Regions from separate parts of the Sus scrofa genome. Here region 1 is linked to region 2. A link is a contact called in public HiChIP or PLAC-seq data. All regions are on one chromosome and are shown on one strand. Each heading gives the region's core, a stretch centred on a gene start, on an enhancer-like site or on the middle of the called end of the contact. The rest is flanking DNA. Distances are from core to core; before and after follow the strand shown. Region 1 holds the start of CCIN (calicin). Region 2 overlaps RECK (reversion-inducing cysteine-rich protein with Kazal motifs).

Evidence for each region. HiChIP or PLAC-seq counts read pairs in DNA pulled down with a chosen protein or histone mark.
Region 1: an H3K27ac HiChIP or PLAC-seq map of skeletal muscle shows a contact between it and region 2. The contact joins the promoter of CCIN here to the enhancer-like site in region 2. A contact is called at or near these places in 1 of 5 promoter capture datasets (fetal liver), 23 of 47 Hi-C or Micro-C datasets (adipocytes, adipose tissue, alveolar macrophages and 13 more) and 2 of 2 datasets of contacts at active chromatin or transcription factors (alveolar macrophages and skeletal muscle).

What each region holds. Positions count from the first base shown.
Region 1 is chr1:236,946,261-236,950,833 of Sscrofa11.1, reverse strand. CCIN (calicin) reads right to left here and starts at 2,963. Exons shown (of 1, transcript XM_003121999.6): 1 at 387-2,963. The coding sequence starts at 2,198. The coding sequence ends at 432.
Region 2 is chr1:236,889,518-236,893,984 of Sscrofa11.1, reverse strand. RECK (reversion-inducing cysteine-rich protein with Kazal motifs) reads right to left here. Exons shown (of 21, transcript XM_021065979.1): 17 at 2,457-2,649; 18 at 985-1,195. Among named protein-coding and RNA genes, the nearest start is that of GLIPR2, 28 kb to the left of the region's middle. Within about 2 kb of position 2,529, at least 55 of the 83 cell types and tissues checked have an H3K27ac peak or open chromatin away from gene starts, as enhancers often do. A contact at or near this core is called in adipose tissue, alveolar macrophages, brain and 9 more, where this site is marked.

The DNA of each region.
Region 1 (4,573 bases), core at 1,714-4,213, 56 kb before region 2:
TGCTTTACCTGCCAGTCGAGCAGATGCCTGTATGGCAACTACCCGGGTACAGAATAGGGACCTTCCAGACATCACCTTGGCCCATGCCCAGGAGATGCCTCCATCTCACCCACCATCACTCACCAGGGACTCCTTTCCAGCCTCTGCTTGGATGCCTCCAGGAACAGAGTGACCCTGAGTTTCCACCCACTGGGAATCAGTGCCCAGGAGATGCCTCATTCCCACCCACCAGAGACTTGTTTCCAGCCTCAGATTGGATCCCTCCAGTAAGAGCCTGACCCTGAAGTCCCCCCACTGGAAGGAGCCCAGGATCTCCACTTTCAGGGCCAAACAGACTAAGAAGGAACCAACAGGCCATCTTCCTCTCTTTCTCTCTCTCAATAAACTGTGAATAATAATGAATTTACTTATTCTCCCACTTAAAAAGCTGTTTAAATCCTTTGAAGAATCTTGCAAGGTAGCTTGGCCAGACAGCAGGCAGGACAGTCCAGTGCCTCTGGTGGTGGGGCCAGGGTCTTCCACTCGCCTGTCTTTTGGTCCAGCAGGTAGGCGTTTGGATTGATAGTGTAGTCCTTTGTCTGGACATCGCTGGCTGTGGTGACGCCTCCACACACAAACACCTTGCTGTCTCCAATGGAGCAGATCGCATGGGACACATCCAAGGGGCAGTTGTTGGGCAAGAGAGGCACCGAGGTGGTCGTCTTGTTGGCCTTTATCTTCTGCAGGTTGATCTCCACACTCTGCCGGTGGCTGTACACACAGAGGATGTTGTCCTGATGAAAAGAGAGCAGGGGCCGGTGGTTGAACTCGATGGGGAAGGTGATACACTGGACCACGTCCCCAGTGTTGGTGTCGAAGCAGTCCACCACCCCAACCCGGGAGATGTAGCCCTTCACCAGGCACCGCCCAGTGACAATGTACAGGTTCCGGTCACCCTTGGTGATCACGGCTGTGCCGTCCATAGGGATGCTCATCTTCCCTGCGAGGCACCAGGCCTCCTTGCGCTCGTCATAGCGAAAGATGTTGGAGACATACCGCCTTGGGGCGATGCTCCCGCCCACTGAGTACACCGTCCCCCCGCAGGTCACCATGGTGTGGAAGACAAGCCCAATGGGCAGGTCAGGCAACTTGGTCCAGGAGTTGTCATCCATGTCATACCGCCAGGCCGTCTTCAGCCCTGAGATCTGCTCCGTGGTGCCACCAGAGATATAGATGTAGCGACCGGCCGCAGTGGCGCTAAGGGCTGCCGCCCGATAGGGCATCTCTGAGAGCTTCAACCACAGGTTCTCCTGGATGATGTAAGCGAACACGCCATCGTTGAACTTGCCGTGGGCCTTCTGGCCTCCGAGGATGACCACCGAATCAAGCAGGGCCCCTTTCCGCTGGTAGCTCAGCAGACTGGTTGGCCTCTCCTGCTTGCGGTCCACAAGGACACTCTCAATCAGGGTGGAGTGGGCTGAGCTGTTCTCCATGCCCATCAGCTTGTTGCTGGCATACATCAGCGTCTTGTTGGAGACGGCGTTGAGATTGATGTAATTGAAGAACTTCTTGAAATACTTCTCCCGCTCATCCTTCCGGAAGTATACCCAACTGAGGAGTGCCTGGAGAGCCTGGTCCTCGTTGAGCACGTGCAAGTTTTCATCGCGCAGCAGGCGGCCGAAGATGACAGGTGGACAGCGCATGAAGTGCAGGGAGCCCTCGGGGCTGGCCCAGTAGTGGAAGTTGTCGCGAATGCCGGAGTAGGCCAAGTCCGAGACCTCTTTGAGTTCAAACAACTCGGCCAAGAAGAGGTAGCGCAAGCAGTTGGCACGGCGGATGGACTTGATCAGGAAGTCATTGCAGTGAATTCGAAGGCGGGGGGTGTTGAAATACTGGGCCCCGCGAAGCAGCTCCTCCACGTTCTGCTCGGAGATCACCACCTTGCCGCTGTAAAAGTAGTCTAGGAGGTGGTCCACCGTGGTCGGACTCAGGTAGTTGGGGTCGATGGTGATAAAGAGCTCATCGGTGGTTTTCATGTCGTGGTTGGAGATGAGGCTCTTCACCAGCGGAGAGACGGCAGCCAGCACGTTGCGATGTGCAAAGAAGACGTGGTGGTCCACAGTCAGGGCCATGTCCCAGTATTCTTTGCGTTTCCTCTGTTTGTTCAGGTTCTGCAGCACAAAGCTGTTGTAGTTTTTCTCGGTGAATTCCAATTTCATGGTGCTTCTTGCTGGCTGAGGCAGACGATCAGCAGCAGGTACTGGAGAACGGACTTTCTCAGGCCTTTGGGATTCAGATGGATGGTTGTCTGCAGCGCAGTTGAGCAGGGAGGCGGGCGGGTGGGAGAGAGGATGATGTCATAGAGTGGACGAGGTCATCACAATGCCGACCCCCCCACCCCAGGCCTCTCTCAGAGGCACAGGGCTTTTCTCCCCTCCGACGGCCCCGACCTGACCTGCCAAGGCCAGGACGCGTGCTGGGGTCCAGAACTCAGGAGGACACGCAGATGGGTCGCAACTCCCACCTGGGACCCTCAGCCATAGTTCACCGTTGCTGCTAGAACGCCAGAGCCACTTTGGGCAGGAGTTGGTGGAGGGAGGCTGAGGGAGGCTGGGGGAAGGAAAGGGATTATTAGATCATCTAGAAGAATGTACTTTGTGCAGGAGGGAAACTGAGGCTCGGAGAACAGAAGGGGTTTGTCCAAGGTCATGTAGCCAGTCAGAAGCAGAGCAGGGCCTGGGACCCAGGCCTTCTGTAATGCAGCACTTTCCCCACCTTTCAGGACACTCCGAACTACTCAGCTCCTCTGTCTCTGATTCTCAAGCCCCAACGCTCTCTTCTCTGCCAAGGCCCCTGGGTATCAGAGAAAGAGAGCTCTGTTCTATGGCTTCTTACCTTTGGGTCCACAGAAAACATTCCTTATAAAACTGAGAGGTAGGAGTTCCCGTCGTGGATCAGGGGTTAACAAATCTGACTAGGAACCATGAGGTTGTGGGTTCAGTGGGTTAAGGATCTGGTGTTGCCGTGAGCTGGGGTGTAGGGCGCAGACTCTGCTTGGATCCCGCGTTGCTGTGGCTCTGGCGGCGGCTACAGCTCGATTGGACCCATAGCCTGGGAACCTCCATATGCTGCGGGAGCAGCCCTGGAAATGGCAAAAAGTCCAAAATAAATAAATAAATAATAAATAAAATCAAATAAATAAATAAAACTGAGAGGTAGAGGCCAGTCACTGGAGCAAAAATGCAAGTGTTATCCTTGCCCCGGGGGATGGGAGTGGGTTGGAAGCCCTGATTATTTCAGTATTCCCTGAAAACCGGACAGTCTCTCTACATTTCCAAGCCTGTAAAATGTTGGGGGCTGTGATGGGTCAGCTCTCTTCATCACGTGTGGACTTGGACAGGTTGCTTTTTCTCCTTAAAACTCAGTTTTCTCATCTGTGAGATGGGAATCATCATAGTACCCCCCCCCCTTTAAAGATTATTAAGGATTGTGTTACAAGAGAAAATGACGAAGTGTTAAATCAGAGCGTTTGGCTCGAAACAAACGTTCAAAAACGCTAGCTGCCGTTATTATTACATGAGTTCGCCAAGCTTTGGCGTTCCTGGCTGCTCCCTTTGTAAACACTTGTTTACCTGGTTCTGTTCCCTGGAGTTGAGACCTAGCATCCCCCGTCCCCTCCCGGCAGGCTCCCTGCTCTTCCTCCGGCCACGCGGTGGCGCTAGAGGGTCATCTCCCACTTGGGAGCCGGGGCGCCGCCAACGCCTGCGGCCCCGCCCGGGTCCAGCGGAAGAAAGAAGCGGAGCTGCCACCCCTTCTAGGCGCCCCCTGCGACCCTGGGATTCCCTTGGCTGGGCCTCCTACGATCGCCACAAAACACACCTGTGCCCTTTTTCCAGACGTGGGTACTCTGCCTCAGACGGCAGGCGCTTGGCCGGGCAACCAGAGAGGAGCCATCGGGACTGGGGGCATCCCCCTCAGTGTCCGCGGGTTGGTTTCTTCGCAGGCTTGGCTGGCTCAGACTCCCGCAGCACTGCGCCCCCGCCTTCGGAGCACACGTGGGGCTCCCCGAGTTCCCGGGGCGCGGCTGTGCCCAGGAAGGGATAGGGACTAGCCGGAGCCTCCCACGGAGGAGGGCCGGCTCCTGCAGGCCCTACCAGGACCAGCCTTTTAGAGAGCTCCTGGGAAGGGGCTCAACACGCAGACGCTGGTCGCATTGGCGACACCTGCAGAGAGGCCTGGCTCGGCCCGCGCCCTCGATCCCCTCCAACGCGGCCCTACGCCCTGCTCCTGACCCTCAGGCCATCCTAAGCGCTCCTACTAAAAACGCGCCTGTTACTGGAGCCTGGGGAAAGTAAGCTTTTCCCCTCCCTTGGGGCAGTCAAGATCTCATTATTATTCACTCTTTCCCTTATCCTTTCACTTCGGACCTAGCTTTGTCTTTATTGGGGGATTTGGTAATTTGAAAATTATTTAAAAGTGCTTACCTTTTGGAGTTCCCACTGTGGCTCAGTGGGTTAAGAACCTGACAGAGTATCCGTGAGGATGCGGGTTTGATCCCTCGTCTCGCTCAGTGGGTTAAGGGCCCAGCATTGCT
Region 2 (4,467 bases), core at 1,280-3,779:
TTCAATTCCTTGCCTCGCTCAGTGGGTTAAGGATCCAGCGTTGCTGAAATCTGTGGTGTAGGTCACAGACATGGCTCGGATCCCCCATTGCTGTGGCTGTGGCATAGGCCAGCGGCTACAGCTCCAACTGGACCCCTAGCCTGGGAACCTCCATATGCTGTGGGGGCAGCCCAAAGACAAAAAAAAAAAAAAAGAAAAAGAAAAAAAGAGAGAGAGACAAAAACAAAACAAAACAAAGGTTTCCAGGTGGAAAGAGGCTTTGTTTTGTTCACTGCTGTGTCCCCAGGGCCTAGAAGGTGTCTAGCATATAGTAGAAGCTCAAGAAACATTTGCTGAGCTCATGGATGGAGGAATAAACTGGTTAGAGTCCAGATTATTCTGTTCTGTGCAGACTTGAGATACAGTCTCTTCTGCCACCCCTGTTTAACTGAAGAGTATGAGACTGTAAGATAAGATGCTTAAAAATTGTTACCGCTTATATCAGCCTGTATGAAACAAGACTTTCTGGATTATATGCAACCAAAATAATTAAATTAGCTGTTAAGGCCAATCGAAGACAACAACTATCTTCTGTTTTTCTCAATTTAAAATGTTTTTATTTATCAAAACTACTTCATTCATTCATTAGTTACCAATTCTTTATTCATTAACCATATAATATGTAAACATTATGCACTTTTATACTTTAATAACTATAATTGTAGCATTTATATGTTGCTGTTTATCCATTGGTGTTTGGGGTAAGACCGAACAAAGCTTTCCATATTGTTTTAAGACCACCAGACCAGATGATGTCTAAGATAAATCCACAGCTTTTTAAGGTTGGCCCAGAGTATGCATCTAATCAGCATCAGGTGGAGTCAAGACTTTTTGAAAAGTTTCAAGAAGCTAGTCAACTCTCTTCTCAGTGACTCACTCTCTGGAGACAGATAAGCAGATCTTCCCAATCCCACCCCTGCCCCACCCCAAGTACCGCCAGCCTACCGGGTGGGATGATGGGTTTGCATTCGGTCGCTGAGAGCGAAGGACACTTCACAGCAGCACACTCAGCAACAGAACTGTATTCAGAGAGGACCCCGACGGCCTGGCAGGGCCCATAGTAGTCGACGGCCACCCGATCCGAGTAGGCAGCACACACACTGCTGTAGGTCTCCCCGTTGTGCCCGCAGACGGGCTCTGAGGCTCTGCAGAAGGGCTGAGGGCAAGCAAAGCACGTTTAGTCTATAAATATCTACGGTGCGCTTTTCCTAACCAAGAGTGCAGAGTAGGTCTCCCCATTTTCGGGAAGGCAAAAAGAGAGTGTAAATTTTTGGACCCTCTAAAGTAAGGTTCTGAGGTTGCTAAACACGAGGTGGGGGTGGGGTGGGGCAATAGAGCAGCCCCAAGATGAATTGAAGAGATTACTTTTCTCAGCTTCTTGGGCACTTGGGTGCTCATTCTATGCGAACTGATATGAGATAAAAATCCTCCCTCCCTCCAGACTTCTATTATTACAGAAGAGCCTGTTTGAAGCAAACAAGACCAATCTTTATGCAAATGCAGAGGCCTTATCATCTTATGCAGGGTATGGGATAAGGAGAGGGAAGAGTGGAGATCTGCAGAGAGAGAAGACAGACTCTGGATCCATGAGGTCGGTCAGGAATATGGAAGAGAAAACCAGAAGCCAGGAGGAGGGAATAAAAAGAAAAGAAGCCTGGGAATGCAGAGTGACTGTATCAGGGCACTTGGAACATGAGCTCTGCAGGGAAAAGGCCCAGGCAGACGAGCTGAAGGGATTTTCTGACAATGAAGACCAGGAAATGAGAAGCCAGCACGTCAGGTGTCAGCTGGCTGTGGGCAGGGAGTGCTGGCCCAAGGCTGGGCTTTCCCCCCGGGGACAGAGGGGCCAGCACACAGAGCAGCGGAGTGTGTGAAGGCCTCAGTGGGATCGTTCTTGGAGTTATTTTAAAATATGAATACAGATTTCACAACTCTAAAAGACTGGACGATAAACTGATGAAAGACATTAAGTTTTAGAGAAAATTTCCAGTTACTTTTCAGTACTATGGGTGGGACTTCAGTGGGAAGAGTGGAAAAAAGCTCTTTTCTTGGTTGTTTTACCTCACATTCTTCCTGGGCTGCTTTCTAACGAGGGCCCTCAGAACTAGGGGAAGTGAAAAATGCTGCTGACTCATGCCTGGGTTGTGAGACTTCACATTCTTCTCCTAATGGCTGTGGCAAAAGGCCACTCTCTTCTTGCAATAGATGTGCAAAGGCTTACACATGAGCAAGGGGGCCCTCCAGTGTTAGGAGGAAAAGCCAGCTTTGGGATGACCCATTTTTGGTGGAGGACAGAGTGCCCTAGATTTGACGGGGTTCACAGGAGACCCTCAAGGGGTCTCACTGCTGATTCATAAAAAAGATCATAAGCCCATTTCATGCTCAGCACACTTGGGTTGTCAGGCAAACAACAGTACCTGGCACGGGCCTTTGTATAAGAGGCTTTTCCCTCTCTGGTACAAAGTACAGAGATTGTTGTGCTCCATGTGGTTTGTGTCACAAACAGGATCTCGGACCTGGTCACAGGTGAGCTGTCTTGGCAAACACTCATACTGGCTACATCCAAATTTATCAAAAGTTGTCAGGCAGACTTGTGGTTTGGGTATGCATCTGAAAAACACAAATGCCGCACCATGAGCCAATGTCGGGAGAGACTATGGGGAAGGCCAAGCACTGATGGGGGGACAAGAGGCCAAGCAGAAAGTGAGAGAGCAATCAGAAACAGTCCCTGTGCCCAAAAGCTTATGGAGAGTGGGGACTTGAGCATGCACGTAAAACAGGCTATTGGGCAGAAAATCACACACCAAATGAGTCATTCTGACTGGGCAGCGTGGAGACAGCAAGGAGAGAAGGTAGAACCAGGAGGATGAGGACCTGCCAGACCTAGGGGGCAGCAGGGGAAAGATGTGATGCCTAAGACCCTGTGGTGCTGGGGAAAAGGGGACCCCGAGGGCAGGAGCAAAGGATGCTCGGGGAGGAAGAGGCATGATTTGAGGAGACAGAGGGGCTGCAGCCCGAACTGGAGGCCATCTAGTCAATAATAATGAAGCATTTTTAGGGGCTTACTTTTCAGCTTGGCTAATATGAGTCTATCTTAAGAGAAAGCTTCATAGTATGTGCTAAAAAATGCAGGCTTCTGTGCTCATATGGCTGAGGACCTGATGTTGGCTGGTTGCAAATCACTGTTGGGTTTTCCTTGTAGTACCTGGACCTTGCTTCATTCTCAATCCCTGAACTTCTTGAGAAGGTTAGGGAAAATGGTTCCTTTCTTCTTTAGACTTTTTTGCCTCCCTCCTTTCTATAAAGGGTACTTATAATTTTCTATAAGAAGAAAAGACCTATTAAAATGTTAGCTTTCGCTAGGTATCTGAAACAACAGGATACACACATGATAGTAAAATAAAATAAGAGAGGAATATAGTAGGTAGCATCATTTAATTTCAAAGGGCATTACTTCTACTCTTTTTAGGGACAAGTTTCCTGCACTAAAATGACCACCATCACCATCACTATTACCTGTGGTCACCTTGTCTGATGGGATTTAAATGAGAATGCACATAAAAAATTAAAAAAACAATCCCATTTACAATCATATAAAAAAGAATAAAATACCTAGGAATAAATATAACTAAGGAGGTAAAAGACATGTACTCAGAAAACTGTAAGACTGATGAAAGAAACTGAAGATGACACAAACAGGTGGAAAGATTCATTACCATGCCCATGGATTGGAAGAACTAATATTGTTTAAATGTTCGTATTACCCAAGGCAATCTACAGATTCAATGCAATCAATATTTAAATACCAAGAACATTTTTCATAGATCTAGAACAAATAATTGAAAATTTTGTATGGAAATTTTGTATTGTTTTGAAGAGCCAAAACAATCTCGAGAAAAAAGAACAAAGCTGGAGGTATTATGCTCCTTGATTTCAAACTATACTACAAAGCTACAGTCATCAAAATAATATAGTACTGGCACAAACATAGACACATATATTAATGGAACAGAATAGAGAGTCCAGAAATGAACCCATACTTATACAGGCAATTAATCTATAACAAAGGAGGCAAGAATATACATGGGGAAAGATAGCCTCTTCAAAATGGTGCTGGGACAACTCGATGACTATATGCAAAAGGATCAAGCTGAACTAATTTTCCAACCATATACAAAAATAAGTTAAAAATGGATTAAAGGACTTCCCGTGTGGCTCACAACATAACTACTCAGCGTTGCTTCTACAGTGGTTGTGGCTCGACCCCTAGCTTGGGAACTTCCATTAAAAAAAAAAAAAGGATTAAAGATTTAAATGTAACATGGATCAGTGGAACAGTACAGACAGCCCAGAAATAAACCCAATTAATCTTTGACAAAAGAGGCAAGAATATACAACAGGGAAAAGACAGCTTGTTCAGTAAGTGCT